Linked DNA regions of Mus musculus: region 1 is linked to region 2. A link is a contact called in public HiChIP or PLAC-seq data. All regions are on one chromosome and are shown on one strand. Each heading gives the region's core, a stretch centred on a gene start, on an enhancer-like site or on the middle of the called end of the contact. The rest is flanking DNA. Distances are from core to core; before and after follow the strand shown. Region 1 holds the start of Guca1b (guanylate cyclase activator 1B). Region 2 holds the start of Mea1 (male enhanced antigen 1).

Region 1 (3,118 bases), core at 574-3,073, 700 kb after region 2:
AAAGTAAAACAGCAAGGCATGGCTTCAAAGGGACAGACATTTACATTCTTCCTCATTTTTACTTAGGTGTGTGTGTTTGATGGTATGTATATCAGGTGCCTGCAGAAGCCAGAAGAGGCATTGGAGCCCCCTGAAACTGGAATCACAGGCAGTTAGTTGTAAACTGTTCAGTGTGGTTAATGGGAACCCAACTCAGTCTCTTCAGAAGAGTAGAAAGGACTCTTAACTACTGAGCCATCTTCTCCAGCCTTGGGGCAGGTGGTTTGAGGAGGGACAGGGGCCATTGCAGACAACAGTGGGGCACAAGGAAAGCACCAGCCCAAACCTCAGGCCCAGAGAAATGTGGGACATGGGAGAAAACGTGTCTAGTCCTGGAAAGGATGACAGTGGAGGTAGAGGCCTTACCTGGAGACTAATGGTGAGATTCAAAGGAATCAGGGTGTCAGGTGACAAAGATCACTGAGCCATGAGGTCAGGCCAATTCCACAATGAGCATCCATCCCAAGGACAGGCTCACAAGTGTGCACTACTTCACACGGCTTAAAAACCAACATAGGTTCTAATGGGCTGGAGGTATTGCTCAGTGGTTAGGAGCTTGTTCTGCTCTTGTAGAGGACCTGAGTTCCGATATGAGCACACATGTTAGGTGGTTCACAACTGCCTGTGACTCCAGCTCCAAGAGATCTACCGCCCTCTTCTGGCCTCAGTGGGCACTGCACTCTCATGAGCACAACCCTCACCATACACACACACATACATTTTTAAAATAATAAAAACACATTTTTAAAAAAAATAAAATAAGCACAAATGTTGGAGAGATGGCTCAATAATTAAAAAAACACTTGTTCTTGCAGAGTACCCAGATTCAGTTTCCAGCACCCACATGGTGACTCACAATGAATTAACTCCAGTCTGGGGGACCTGACAACCTCTTCTGGCCTCTATGAGCACTGCACACATGTGATGCTACACACACACACACACACACACACACACACACACACTTCTTTACATAAAATAAAAATAAGATCTAGCCAAGCATGGTAGGAAACACCTTTAATCCCAGCACCCAGCATTTGAGAGTTAGAGACGACAGGTAGATCTCTGTGAGTTCAAGGCCTTTCTGGTCTACATAGTGAATTCAAGGCTAGCCAGAACTGCAACGTGAGAACCTGTCTCAAAAAATGAAATCTAAAAGATAGCATAAATATCTACTTTGGTTGTTTTTGTTATTGATGCGGTGGGAGTGGGAGTGTCCCCCTGTGTCAACAGGGCAACCCAGAGTGGTTTTGAACTCGAGACCCTTCTGCTTCTCCAGTGCTGGGATTATAGTCATGAGCAATGAATATGTACTTGATTCAGCATGTAATAACTATGTGCTTGGTCAACCTAGTGAATGTGTAACCGCTGCTTAAAGCAAGGTCATGTGGCCTTTAGTATCAGAGCCCTTGCAGACACTGTGGACCACTCTCCTGGGTCCTGCCCGCGGGTTAGTGCTCAGGAGTGGATGGGAGCAATCACGGAGAGAAGGGCTGGAGAGACGCATCTGTCCTTCAAGATTCAGGCATGGTCTGTAAGGGAGCTGCAGACACTGGTGGACCAAGAGCCCTGCCCCCACCCCACCCCATCCCCCAGGCTCTTACCCTCATAGCCTGCCTCTCACTGGACCTGTGGAGGGGCGAGGCAGAGGAAGCTTAGCTTTCTGGAGGTCAGACCTCCCCAGGAATCTCCTAATGGTCTTTACACCGCTAAGCTGCCCGGGGTCTGCCCCTCCCTTCTGGAGGTCCCTTCACAACCAATCAAGTTCAGTTTCCCCGAGACAGTGAAAGGGCTGCTCAGACCAAGGAGAGAGGAGCCTAAGGTCAGCGGAGGACTTGGAGGAGGTAGCGGGCCTGGCTGAGTCTCTTTCTAAAAGCCGGGATGGGGCAGCAGCTGAGCTGGGAAGAGGCGGAGGCGGCCGGGGAGATGGATGTGGCGGAGTTGCAGGAGTGGTACAAGAAGTTTGTCGTGGAGTGTCCCAGTGGGACGCTCTTCATGCACGAGTTCAAGCGCTTCTTCAAGGTCACGGGCAATGAGGAGGCCAGCCAGTATGTAGAGAGCATGTTCCGAGCCTTCGACAAGAATGGGGTAAGGAACCCAGCAGGGGAGGACCTGTGACCCACCCGTTCAGTGAGACTACAGTTCCGCTCAGCTGCCCTCCTCTCCATCCCTCCTGCCCCCACCCTCCCCGCCGCCCTCCATCATTCGTCCCTCCCTTCTTCTTACTGGCTCCTCACATCTTCCTGAGGGCCGAAGGTCACTGGCACACAGTCTGGGTTTTCTCTGGGCTTTTTAGGCCAAGGCTTTGCAGCAAAAGGACATGCTTTTACAAACCCGATAGAACCTCTGCTGCTCTCAGTACAAGGGAGAGAGAGATCCCAAAGCTCTCTTATCTCAGATCAAGAGCACCTTGCCAGGATCCTTCAGATGGCGGCTGCTCCGTTCTTCCCTCTGGGGGATGCTGGCAGGGGCTTCACTTGCCTGGGAGGAGAGTGGATAGTTGCAAAAGCACTTTCAAGTTTTTAAAAAATATATATGGAAGGGATAGCTGACAGTGTGTGTGTGTGTGTGTGTGTGTGTGTGTGTGTGTGTGTGTGTGTGTGTGTGTGTCTGTGAAGTTGTATAGGTACCCATGGAGGCCAGAAGGGGGCATCAGATACATCAGAGCTAGTTACACATATTTTCAAGCTACCCAATGTAGGGTGGGTGGGTTCCAAACACCAGTCCTCAGATAGACCAGTAAGTACTCTTAATTAACTACTGAGCCTTCTCCTCCATGCTTTAAGTCATGGGGAATTGCACAAATCAAATGCCTTCCAGTGGCACCGGCAGCCAAAAGGCACTGAATTACTTAATGCACAGATAATAATTGTGTGTGTGTGTGTGTGTGAGAGAGAGAGAGAGAGAGAGAGAGAGAGAGAGAGAGAGAGAGAGAGCATGCATCCTTCACGAATGGAGGGGTACACTTGTATGCATACGGAGACCAGAGATTGACCTCAGGTGTCAGTCCCTAGGGCGCAGCCAGCCTGTTTCTGTGACACCATCTCATTACCTAGAGCTCCAACCCCCTCCTGTGTCT
Region 2 (3,566 bases), core at 891-3,390:
GGCATGGGTGCTTTAAAGTAAAAAGGAGCTTTAGGCTTTCAGAGGAGAACAGTGTCCCTACCTAGGACAGGGAACTCCATGTAACCATGGTTGATTAGCCCCTCACAGAGCGTTCTTGTCAAGCTGATCCGTTGTCCCTGGGGTCACCCAGGGTGTCTACAGGCACGAGGAGTTCCTTTGACAGCTGTGGCTCGTATGCTGCCAGGACTAGAAACTTAAACCAGAAAGGTATGTGTATACTGAGAGTCGGGGGCAGGGAGGAGCGCCCTCAACTTTCTCAGCCGGACTATTGTTAGCGAACACGCCACTTCCAGCAGCCCTGCCCCTGTCTGGGTCTCTAGAGGAGAGATGGGGTAGGAGTGTAGATTGGAAAGAGGAAAGAAAGCAAAAATACCTTTGGGCAGGACAAGAGAAAGCCCCAAAGATGAGAGGGGCCACGGCTTTGTAAAGACAGCCGGCCAGCCTAGTGATAACAGGTATATCTGAGAGCTCTTTCAGGCAAATCTTTTTGCAACTAGCGATGCCTTTGCCAGGAGACATCTGCTGGGTTTGGGTGATCATTCACTTCCTGTTCAAAAATCCTTGGCAGGGAGGAAAAACCTCGGGGGTGGGGTGGGTGCACCTCAAGCAAAGGAGGTTCCCTTCAAGGGGACAGACGCAGCTTTCATGAATCAACTGCCCCCACAACCTTTCACTGTATACTTTAAGTAGCCATCTCTCTCAATGTGAAACAGCAGCAGCCAAAAGTTAAACTGTTCCTTCATTACTCAGGCTCTTCAATTTTTGCTTATCAGAGAAAGAGGACTGAAAGCTTAAGAATCCAAGTCCAAGGCACTCGTGCTGGGGCATGGAGGCAGGGGGATGTCTGTGTAATTAAGGTCAGCCACCTGGGTCTACACAGTAAGTCCCAAATTAGCCAGAGCTACAAGAACCTGTCTCAAAAAAAAAAAACAAACAAAAAATAGAGAAAGAAAGGAAAGAACGTGGTGGTGGAGAGCCTATCAACCTCCTTCATATCTTTTACTCTCCTTTGAAAGTAAGTCCAGATAAAACGAAAATGCACAAAGATAAGACTACAATCCCAGTGGCAGACGGAGGAAGACTCCATCTTCCTAAGGAGAACTCGGAGGCAGGAGGTTATACGTTATCTCTGGGTCTCCAGCATTTCCCACCAATAGGCCATTTTCAACATCCCAGCCCCTGAGGTCGGCTTCCCCTCCCTGCTCGCGCCCCTTCCCTTCTTAATTTCCCGAGAGCCTTGCAGTTCCTCCTCCCACCACTTCAAGGTCCACACCAGAGCCCTCTAACTCGTCTAAGTTCACGAAGGGAAGCAAGCCATTCTTATCCCCTGCCAACCATACCGCTCTGTGAATGAGACTGGTCTCCGGTTGTAGTCCACCTTTCTCAGCCGCCCCTCCCCCACGACGCCACACTGCCCCCTCCCCCTGCCATTATGCTCAGCTTCCTGATTCTCTTCGGAACCCACTCGTCCACTTCTCTCAGCGCTTCCTCCAGCCACCAGGTCTCTCCCACCCGTCTCCAGGCCATTTTCCCCTAACCCTTTCGCGGACCATTAACACTCCTCTTTCCCAGCATCCCCCTAGCTCCCTCCCCACCCCCAGCTCAGCCTTCTCAGCCCCTCCCGCGCGGCCCCAGCCGTAGGCAATGGGCGTCGCCTGTCCCTTCAATTTTCCTCATCCCCCCAACCCATCCCAGGCTACCTGCCAGGCCGGGCCGGGGTGGGGCCGCGGGTCCTCGCGCTGCCAGCAGCCTAGAACCCGTTGCCCGCCAACCGATTCCTCGGTCCCCAACGAGATAAACACTGCCAGACTTCGTCCTTCCGGCGGGCAGCGGGACGCGCACGTGCAGTGAGAATTGCCGGCCCGACAGCTTCAGGGACTTGTAGTCCACGAATTACCCCAGGGCCGAAAGATGGGGAGCGGGTGGGCGGGGCCGGTTTGTGCGCATGCGCAGAACACCAGTTCACGTCGCACGCCTGAGGGTCACTGGGTAATGTAGTTCTTTGTGGTCCGGGCAGGGGATGGCGGAGGCGGGGCAAGAGGCGGACTTGTCCTCGCTTGCGTCAGTCTCGGGCACGGGGCGGGGCTGGAGGACTAAGAGCCCCAGCATGTCCTGCCCCGCCGGAAGTGAAGGTGCGGGTCCGGCTGTGGGCTCTGAGAGGGTGAGGCGCGAGGAAATACCAACGCCGAGAATCAGTGGGGCGGGTAGGGGACTCTGTAGCTGGGGCCATTGAAGGGGAGACCCTGGGCCTGAAGGGGTTTTTGCCAGGCGGTACTACACTCCCCCGGAATAGAGGGAATGAGGGGCGGGGACGCGCTATGGTGGGTAGCCTGGCGACCAGCAGTTACCTCCAGAGGAGGGGCGTGGTGAGAGGGGCGAGGTTCTGGGAAGAGGCTTTTAGGAAGAGGTGAAACCCTCCGGTGGTCGGTTCATTTAGGAATCGGGCGAGTTAAAGACGTGTGTGCTCCAGCTCAATATGAGAACCCAAACTTGAGACAGGGAGGCAGGAGAGACGGGAGGAAGATGCAAGTTCCATGCGAGAGGGAAGTGGGTGGCTGAACGTGAAAGGAGACCTGGTTTCATCCCATCCCTATCCCGCCTTTCTGTCCCTGCAGCCCCTGCCCGGATGGCAGCAGTAGTTCTAGGGGGAGACACCATGGGCCCTGAGCGTATCTTCCCCAATCAGACTGAGGACTTAGGGCCACATCAGGGTCCTACAGAAGGAACTGGGGATTGGAGCAGTGAAGAACCCGAGGAAGAGCAGGAGGAAACAGGAGCAGGCCCAGCAGGCTACTCGTACCAGCCCCTCAATCAAGACCCTGAACAAGAAGAGGTGGAATTGGCACCAGTGGGTGAAGGAGAAGATGGAGCTGCTGACATCCAAGATCGGATCCAGGTATGGTGGAGGATGCTGTTACTAAGCAGATGAGATGGAATGTACCAACAGCTGTTTATCATAATGGCAGGGGGAGGGGCGCCTAACAAATTATCTTCTCTGGTTCTGCAGGCCCTGGGGCTTCATCTGCCAGACCCTCCATTGGAGAGTGAGGATGAAGATGAGGAGGGAGCCGCCGCATTGAGCAGCCACAGCTCTATCCCCATGGACCCAGGTACAAAAACAACCAAAGCTCATTCCTTCATTTAGAAATAATTACCAAAAACTAGTAAGAACTGGGCATGGTGGTGCACACCTTTAATCCCAGCGCTCATGAGGCAGAGGCAGGCTGGTGGTCTCCTGGTCTACAGAGCAAATTCCAGGAGAGTCAGGGCTGCACAGAGAAAAACCGAATACAATGCCCCCCATTCTCCCCCTCACCCCCAAACAAGATCACTTTATTCCTAAAAATTTCGTTACCTGAGATTTTGTGGACTTCAGAATCTAAGTGAAATGCTGTCTCACTAGACTTGGGAATGGGCAGACCTGGCAATAATGAGGGCGTGATGATGTGTTGGGGGTCTTGGGCTGACTGAGGCACTAGGGAGAGAGGAGCTGGTCCCGTTCTTTTTTTTTTTTTTTTTTTTTTTTTTGGGTTTTCGAGACAGGG

What was found. HiChIP or PLAC-seq counts read pairs in DNA pulled down with a chosen protein or histone mark.
Region 1: a contact with region 2 is called in a FOXA1 HiChIP or PLAC-seq map of pancreatic cancer cells. The contact joins the promoter of Guca1b here to the promoter of Mea1 in region 2. A contact is called at or near these places in 1 of 39 promoter capture datasets (liver) and 1 of 115 datasets of contacts at active chromatin or transcription factors (pancreatic cancer cells).

What each region holds. Positions count from the first base shown.
Region 1 is chr17:47,383,570-47,386,687 of GRCm38.p6, forward strand. Guca1b (guanylate cyclase activator 1B) reads left to right here and starts at 1,824. Exons shown (of 4, transcript NM_146079.1): 1 at 1,824-2,127. The coding sequence starts at 1,921.
Region 2 is chr17:46,678,981-46,682,546 of GRCm38.p6, forward strand. It overlaps Mea1 (male enhanced antigen 1), which reads left to right and starts at 2,141. Exons shown (of 4, transcript NM_010787.2): 1 at 2,141-2,225; 2 at 2,637-2,917; 3 at 3,029-3,131. The coding sequence starts at 2,648. It overlaps Klhdc3 (kelch domain containing 3), which reads right to left and starts at 1,950. Exons shown (of 12, transcript NM_027910.3): 1 at 1,722-1,950; 2 at 62-214.